2 separate regions of the Sus scrofa genome follow, and region 2 is linked to region 1. The links are chromatin contacts, called in public HiChIP or PLAC-seq maps. All regions are on one chromosome and are shown on one strand. The core of a region is the stretch at or near the end of the contact, and the rest is flanking DNA. Distances in the headings are between cores, read along the strand shown. Region 1 overlaps DST (dystonin). Region 2 overlaps DST (dystonin).

Region 1 (3,892 bases), core at 911-3,410:
GTAAAATCCTATTTGACTGTCAGGACACAGCTTTTCCCAACACCCAACCCAAGCAGAACTGTTTGCTCCCTCTTCTAAGAGAGGAGAAAGTAGGGTGGAAAACATAGCTGAGAAAATTGTATTAAAGGGATAAACAAATATATAAATTGTAAAAAGCCTTATTTGATCACTTACAGAAATAATGACACAGTTCAGCAAACGGACTGCTGCCTGAAATTCCCCTCCGGTCGTAAGCAGAATGAGATCTGTATAAATTACTAAGGGCTGAGAAATGGACACAGATCTTCTTCAAAAGCCGTGGTAAACTAACACCACACTGGAAATCAACCATACTCCCACGCAATTTTTTAAAAAAGAAATTGCCCCCCAAAATAAAATGAACCTAGATTATTAGAATACCCAAAAAGAAAGTCACTGTAGAGAGAGGAGCCCCAGGTAACAGAAGCGTCTGGGTTGCTTTTTAATTCATGTGAAATACCAAACGCTGAAAACCACAATGCTTCTCACTCAATTCATCAGGCTTATGGAGTCAAATAACCTTAGTGAGTTTTATACATTTTTACACTCAGTTGTGGAGCTAAAACAGGAAAGAACACAGTCAACAGTCAACTATATTCCAATATACATGTATTTTTTAATTAGTCAGGTTCCAGCAAACTTAGATACTGGGATTCCAGAAAACGCCAATCCTCTGTTAGACATGGGTTTAAAAGGGTTTGTCTTTCTTCTAAAAAAGATTTACTAGGAAGATTTGTGCCACTTTTTGGGGGAAAAAAAAATTACAGAAACAAGAAGCTTGTTGGTGCTGTTTTCCTCCATGAAATCTTAGCTATTTCAATTTTGAGATTTTTTTTTTTTTACAACTACTATGTCTTCCTTGATACTTTCCAACTCTGTGAATTAAAGAAAAACGTTTAACCTTTTTTTTTTTTTTTTGCTTCATTTTCTCTCTGTAAAATACGGGATAATAACAGTATTTCAAAATGTTATAGTGAAGATTAAATGAGTTATATAACATTTACTTAAATCAGAGCTTGAGAGAAAGGAAATAAAATCTGAATATTAATGATCAAAAAAAAAGGAACATGGGACAGCCCAGATATTCCATCTTTTGTGTCCCCTCTGCAACTTTCAAAGTTCTTCCAATCCCAGTCTCATGAACAGGCTCAGTTCAAGCTCTCCAGCTCCCAAAGACCCAGGCTCCTAGACCCAAAGGCAGAAACATACAAACGCCTCTGCCTGGCTGCAGAATAACATTAGAACATTGAGTTCTTCTCACCACCTTGACTTACAAATCACTTATTACTTGAAATCATCATTAAGCCAGAAAAACAAGTACCTTTACATTACTCCAATAAAAAGTCTGAAAAAGCATATAGCTTGTCGGGGTCAGTGTACTGTACAGAAGAAATTGACACCACACTGTAAATCAACGGTACTCTAATAAAAATAATTTTTAAAAAAATCAGAAAGTTTGTTTTAAAATACAGCTCTCTAGGCCCCACTTCAAAAGATTCTGAATTAGAACTGGCTGAGGGCTGGGCAAAAGCATTTTTAGTCTCCACTGGTGATTCTGATGTACTGTCCTGTTTAGGAACTTCTGCTATGGAACATTATTTACATTTTATATGATAAATAGGCTACCCTATTGTATTAAGGTGACACTCATTTTGATTTTTATTCCTAAATAAAAATGTCTTCCTCAACTCTAAAAATTTTGTTTTAATTTTTCTGAATTTAACAAAAGTAAAGAAAAAAGTATACAGCTTTTTTTGAAATTCTTAACTAAACTGAGTTGACTAACTTGTTGGAAAAACTGTACAAGGCTCAATCAGGACAGCAACAACAACACGACAAAGACTAAAGTAGCATGAGTGTGATATTTTGGGTTCAAAGTTAAATTCACCAAGAGTATCTAATAACTGGTGACATTCCTGAACTGATATGTGTTTCTTATGCTGTAAGGCAATGAACAAATTCCTCAGTCAATTTAAACCCTAATTATTTGGTATCAATTACTTTTCAAATCCATGTAATAATAACACTATAAAATACTCAACTATGTCATCTGGAAAATCCTTGGACTCTCAGCTATTCTCTCCGACTACAGTGAAGTCAAATACGTGTTATGGTTATTAACGTGTCCAGACTTTAGGTTTCCAATTTCAGGACAGACATTGCCGGTTGCAAACGCAATATCCATTCTCTCTTCTTCTTTTTTTTTTTTTTTTGGTCTTTTTGCCTTTTCTAGGGCTTCACCTTCAGCATATGGAAGTTTCCAGGCTAGGGGTCCAATCGGAGCTGTAGCTGCCGGCCTACACCACAGCCACAGCAACTCGGGATCCGAGCTGCGTCTGCAACCTACACCACAGCTCACGGCAATGCTGTATCCTTAACCCACTGAGCAAGGCCAGGGATCGAACCCGCAACCTCATGGTTCCTAGATGGATTCGTTAACCACTGAGCCACGACAGGAACTCCAATTCTCTCCTTATTCTTTACCAACAGAACTTCAATTCTGTTCAGGAACTAAATGAGGCCAGCTGAAATGTATGTATTTTCCTAGTCTACCTTGCAGACAGCAGTGGCCCCTGTAACAGTTTTGGCCAGTGAAATATAAGCTAAAAGTGCTCAGTGGGCTTCTAAAAAAAGCTCTTCAAAAGGAGGCAGAATCAACCAGTCTGCATCTTTGGATCTTTGTCCTTGCACTTCCTCTTCTTCCCGTGTGGAAATGAAATGCAAAGGGTGGAAGAGCAGCAGCCATCTTGTAATGAGAGAATGACCATATGATGTACCACAAGTGGCAGAGAAGAAATAATAGGAGTCTGGATCCTACCGCCAAATTGAGGTGCCCTACAGCCTGGCCGTCCTAGCTGGGGCCTCTCAGTCCCCAAGGAAAAAAAAGCACACTTTTTACTGGAGCGATGTGAAGATGCTTACTCTTCTGGCTTAATGATGATTTCGGGTAATGAGGGATAGGACATCATCTGTTTTCGGCTCCAAACAGCCCAACACAATCTTAACTAACACTCATTACCGGATTAAGCCTATTTCATTTTTTAAGAGCAAAGAGAAAGCCCAGACCAATGTTGTTATAACTAGCTACAATGTAACACTATCACGATGGAGCCCAGTTAAAGGTCACTTGTTATACAACTGACCATGAAGCCACATGAGCAGATGAAACCTGAAATCAAGTTTCTGCAGAATCTCAAAGCCAGCTGAAAACCACTCCGTACCAAAGGGACAAAGTTCCCAGAAACCTTTACACTCCAGCTTTCAATTCAACTGGCATCAAGGTTAGTTTACACAGCAAAAAGGCAAGATTTTGACCATTCACATATACACCAGTAGGCCATAAAACTGAACTGAAAATGACCACTACGGCTGGAACAGTTCTCATTTCCTTCTGTCACCAAGCCCATGAGTAGAATCACACTGTCCTGATGAGAGGAGAAAAAGCATTTACTCAGCGTTTCCGTGGAAAACCGAACATGATGCCTTTTTTCTTAACTGAAGAGGGTTCTTAGTCATATATACATATATATGCAGTTATTGATAAATAAGAAATCTGCCACTCAGCTTTCATAAAGAATAATAATGAAACACTTTTTACAGTTGTCTGGGGATAACCAATACATTTCCAGATCACTGGAAAAATACCCATTCTCTTGGACCAAAATAACATCCCTTCCTTGTCAATTAAGTCTAAAATGTATAGAACAGAATTTCTTGGGTTCACATTAGTGATCTCATTTTCACACTTAACATCATCAATTTTATTTTTTTAATACTCTCTTTCCTTTTCTTTTTTTGGCTACACACCCACAGCATGCAGAAGTTCCTGGGCCAGGCATCGATCCCTCATCACCGCAGTGACAATGCTTTTCTG
Region 2 (3,892 bases), core at 614-3,113, 60 kb before region 1:
TCAAAGTCATACAGGTTCGAAAAGATGAACTAGAATCTTCCCCATACTAGTTTTTGCTGCTCCTTAAAGTGGGACTCTCGGGGGGGAAAAACAAACAAACAAACAAACAAACAAACAAAAAAACCTGCTGCCTTTAAGCATGTAAACAAACAAATAACCAGCCAGGAAACTAACTATTGAGGAATAAAGTGGAAGTTGGAGAAAAGAGAGCTCCGTTTATTAAAAAACAAACCAACAAAAAAAAACCCTTTCTTCTGGACAGTATACATACAGCCTGAGAGCCACCACATCTCAGAATAACTTGTGTTTTAAAATGAACACTGACCATCCAATTACCAAGAGGTATTTTAACTGAATTCCTGTTAGATAATAGAGTCTCTTCAAAAGGGAACAGAATGAAAAACATTACCTAAGAAAACTGGGCATCACTTTGGAAGTTCATAAATTCTTTTTCACGGGGCCCCCAATTTAGATGAGCGCTAATCCTCACCCTGGTATGCGACTAAAATTGTCTGCGAAGAGCAGTTGTCCCCCGACATTCTGGCTGTGGCTGTCACGTAATAGTTCAAGAATGCAGTGTCATTTAAGGAGACACCAGAATTTCCCGAATCGAATGTGGAGTGTGAGGACGTCTGTACATTACATGGTAAAAATGTTTATCTCCAACAATTCGAAAGTTATAAATCATTGTCAAAGAAGTACAAAGGCCCTGGGTCAAAATATTCACGTAGATGTTTTAGTTTTGCGTATTTGTGGGTAAAATGGCAAGACTCCATTTGCCTATGCAAAAAATAGAAATATCTGTTCCCTGTTTGCCACAAACACTGACTGCACAAACATAACAGCAAAATTAATCACAACCAGGGGTTAAAATGGCACAAAACACAGAGTCATTAGCAGTGTGGGGATCACAGGTCCCTTGGAGAATCTGGTGAAATCTGCAGGCTTCCTTTCAAATGCACATCACACATGTACACAGACACCAAATTTTACCTACAAGTTCAGGGAGTGCGTGACCTTTTAAGCTCAGCTGCAAAATGTTTTCTCACCCTACTGCAAGGTTACATCAGAGTCACCAGGCTGGTGCGTGGTCTGTGCAATCATAACCTCAAGTGTGAATATTCAAGCGAGAAAATAAAAGAACCCCAGCATTACTAAGAAACTGCTTTCCTTAAGAGACACCGCAGCAGAAGCAGGGGAAAGTTACACCTGATCAGGTGGGCTCCAGGCTATTTTAAACGTCAGGGTTGAGCAATGGGAAGAAAACTGACCTATCCAAATATCAACTTTTAAAAGTAAGTATAATTTTAGACTGTGGGCCAACTTCTGCCATATAAGCACTTTATCATTTGGCAAAACCAAATGTCAAATTTACACCTTAATGGACAGAGTAAATTTTTCAGTATAACATCTGAATTCTTTTATGAAGGGGAAAACATGAATAAAAAGAGACCTAAGTTCTTTATGAGCTGAATCAAGAGATGTTTCTTTCTTTCTTTTTTTTTCTTTTGGCTTTTTGCCTTTTTCTAGGGCTGCTCCTGCGGCATATGGAGGTTCCCAGGCTAGGATCGGAGCTGTAGCCGCCGGCCTACGCCAGAGTCACAGCACCGCGGGATCCAAGCTGCATCTGCGACCTACACCACAGCTCACAACGCCAGGTCCTTAACCCACTGAGTGAGTCCAGAGATCGAACCCGCAACCTCGTGGTTCCTAGTCGGATTCGTTAACCACTGAGCCATGACTGGAACTCCAAGAGATGTTTCTTAAATGATGTTTCTATGCTCCGATGCTCTCGGTGTGGCAGGGGTCGGGTGGGGGGCTGTGGCCAGATTACTCTCTCCTGCGAGTCAAACGTACAAATGTCTTCTGTCCACTACCAGAGCTGCAGCTGGTCCTTCATGTGACTCTGACCACGTGGTTACCAGGCAGCATCTCCAGTCTAAAAAACTACAAAACTAAGGCAACAAACGACATGCTCTTTAAAACTCCCCGTTGTTTTTATTCAGGTTTATATTCAAAAGTAAACAGTGAGAATCAGGGTCACTTAGCAGAAGAGAACATTTCAGATCACAGGTCATTTTGTCACAGGGTGCTCTGAAGTGGCATTACATAGGGCCCAGGGCCCTCAGGAAGGTGGTGGCCACAGGTACATCACAGCAGTGGCCAGCCCCTGGGGACAACCCCCAGGGTAAGCCCGGGACCCCTCGCCTTCTGTTGGCCTGACGACCAGGCTGCCTGCCTTCTGGTGACAGACCAGCCCCCAACTCCCAGCGAAGCCACTCCCAGGCTCCGTGAGATGGTAAATACTGTTTAAAGCTTCTAGGCTGGTGAGTAATTTGTTACATGGAAAATCCCAGCAACATGGATGGAGATGATCCAACCAAGTGAAGTAAGAGAGAGACAAATCTCATATGGGATCACTAACAGGTGGAATCTAATAAAAATAATACAGATGAACTTCATGAAACAGAAATAGACACTCAGACACAGAAAACAAACTTTTGGTTGTGGGAGGGGAATAAATTAGGAGTTTTGGATTAAAAGAAACACACTGCTATACATAAAAGAATTAATCAACAAGGATCTGCTGTATAGCACAGGGAACGTGACTCAATATCCTATAAAAACCTATATGGGAAAGGAATCTGAAAAAGTATATATATAAAACAGAATCACTTTGCTGTTCACCTGAAACTAACACAACAGATAAGCAATGAGATCCTGCTGTGTAGCACTGGGAACTATATCTAGTCACTTATGACGGAGCATGATAATGTGAGAAAAAGAATGTATACATGTATGCGTAACTGGGTCACCTTGCTGTATAGTAGAAAGCTGACAGAACCCTGCAAACCAGCTATAATGGAAAAAAAAATTAAAATCATTAAAATTAAAAAAAAAATACTAACACAACATTGTAGGTCAACTATTCCACAACTTTAAACGTTCGTTATGCAGAATAGATAACTAGTACACTTGTCTTTTTTTTTTTTTTTTTTTTTTTTTGGTTTTTTAGGGCCTCACCCACAGCATACAGAGGTTCCCAGGCTAGGGGCTGATTTGGAGCTGTAACCGCCAGCCTACACCACAGCCACGGCAACGCGGGATCCCAGCCACATCTGCAAGCTACACCACAGCTCACGGCAACACCAGATCCTTAACCCACTGAGCAGGGCCAGGGATCAAACCTGTGTCCTCATGGATGCTAGTCAGACTCATTAACAGCTGAGCCATGGCGGGCACTCCCGACCTGTCTTTATATTCTTTTCTGAGCCTCGGGCCCTCCTAAGTACTGGTCACCAGGTAACATTTCTTCACTGTGCGTCCCGTATAACCACCCCCATACTGAATTAACATGCTTTTTTCACTTCCTCTCCCCGACCCAGACAAACACCACAAAAGCCTACACACCTACAGACAAAAGGCTGCCGTCTGCACACCTCTTACCCAACACACTCAGGAGACCGACCGGCCGGCCCGCCCCGTCCGTGACCATGGGGAGGTGAGACCAAGCAAGGCCTTGTGGGCTCCTGCGCACACAGGCTTTCCTGTATCCCCCATTTCTTGTTTTTGGGGAATGGGCTTCAGCCTCCCTGACCTTGCCTGGGTTCCAAAAAGCAGGTGCAGAGAGTTGCTAATCCGGGAAGGGAGGGGGGTGAAGAGACCAGCGAGGAACAGTCAAGAGACAGCGGTACAGCCTTGGGGCAGGGCCCTGGTCCCCCTCCGGGAACGTGGATAACAATACTTTTGAGTTCATCCACAGAGCTAAAGCCCTCAACAAATGGAAGATGTCAATGAAGCCTTCTTCATTTCCAGAGAGAAGGATCACCGGCTCTGAAAAGCCATGCAAGCTTGCCTCTCCCCTGATCCTTATCTGCGGCCCTGTTTTCCA

Evidence for each region. HiChIP or PLAC-seq counts read pairs in DNA pulled down with a chosen protein or histone mark.
Region 2: an H3K27ac HiChIP or PLAC-seq map of skeletal muscle shows a contact between it and region 1. The contact joins two enhancer-like sites. A contact is called at or near these places in 1 of 5 promoter capture datasets (liver), 18 of 47 Hi-C or Micro-C datasets (adipocytes, brain, embryonic fibroblasts and 11 more) and 1 of 2 datasets of contacts at active chromatin or transcription factors (skeletal muscle).

The regions. Positions count from the first base shown.
Region 1 is chr7:28,924,374-28,928,265 of Sscrofa11.1, reverse strand. All of the region lies in intron 4 of DST (dystonin), which reads right to left. Among named protein-coding and RNA genes, the nearest start is that of DST, 110 kb to the right of the region's middle. Within about 2 kb of position 2,160, at least 3 of the 83 cell types and tissues checked have an H3K27ac peak or open chromatin away from gene starts, as enhancers often do. A contact at or near this core is called in skeletal muscle, where this site is marked.
Region 2 is chr7:28,984,177-28,988,068 of Sscrofa11.1, reverse strand. The region is part of intron 4 of DST (dystonin); the gene reads right to left. Among named protein-coding and RNA genes, the nearest start is that of DST, 170 kb to the right of the region's middle. Within about 2 kb of position 1,863, at least 6 of the 83 cell types and tissues checked have an H3K27ac peak or open chromatin away from gene starts, as enhancers often do. A contact at or near this core is called in skeletal muscle, where this site is marked.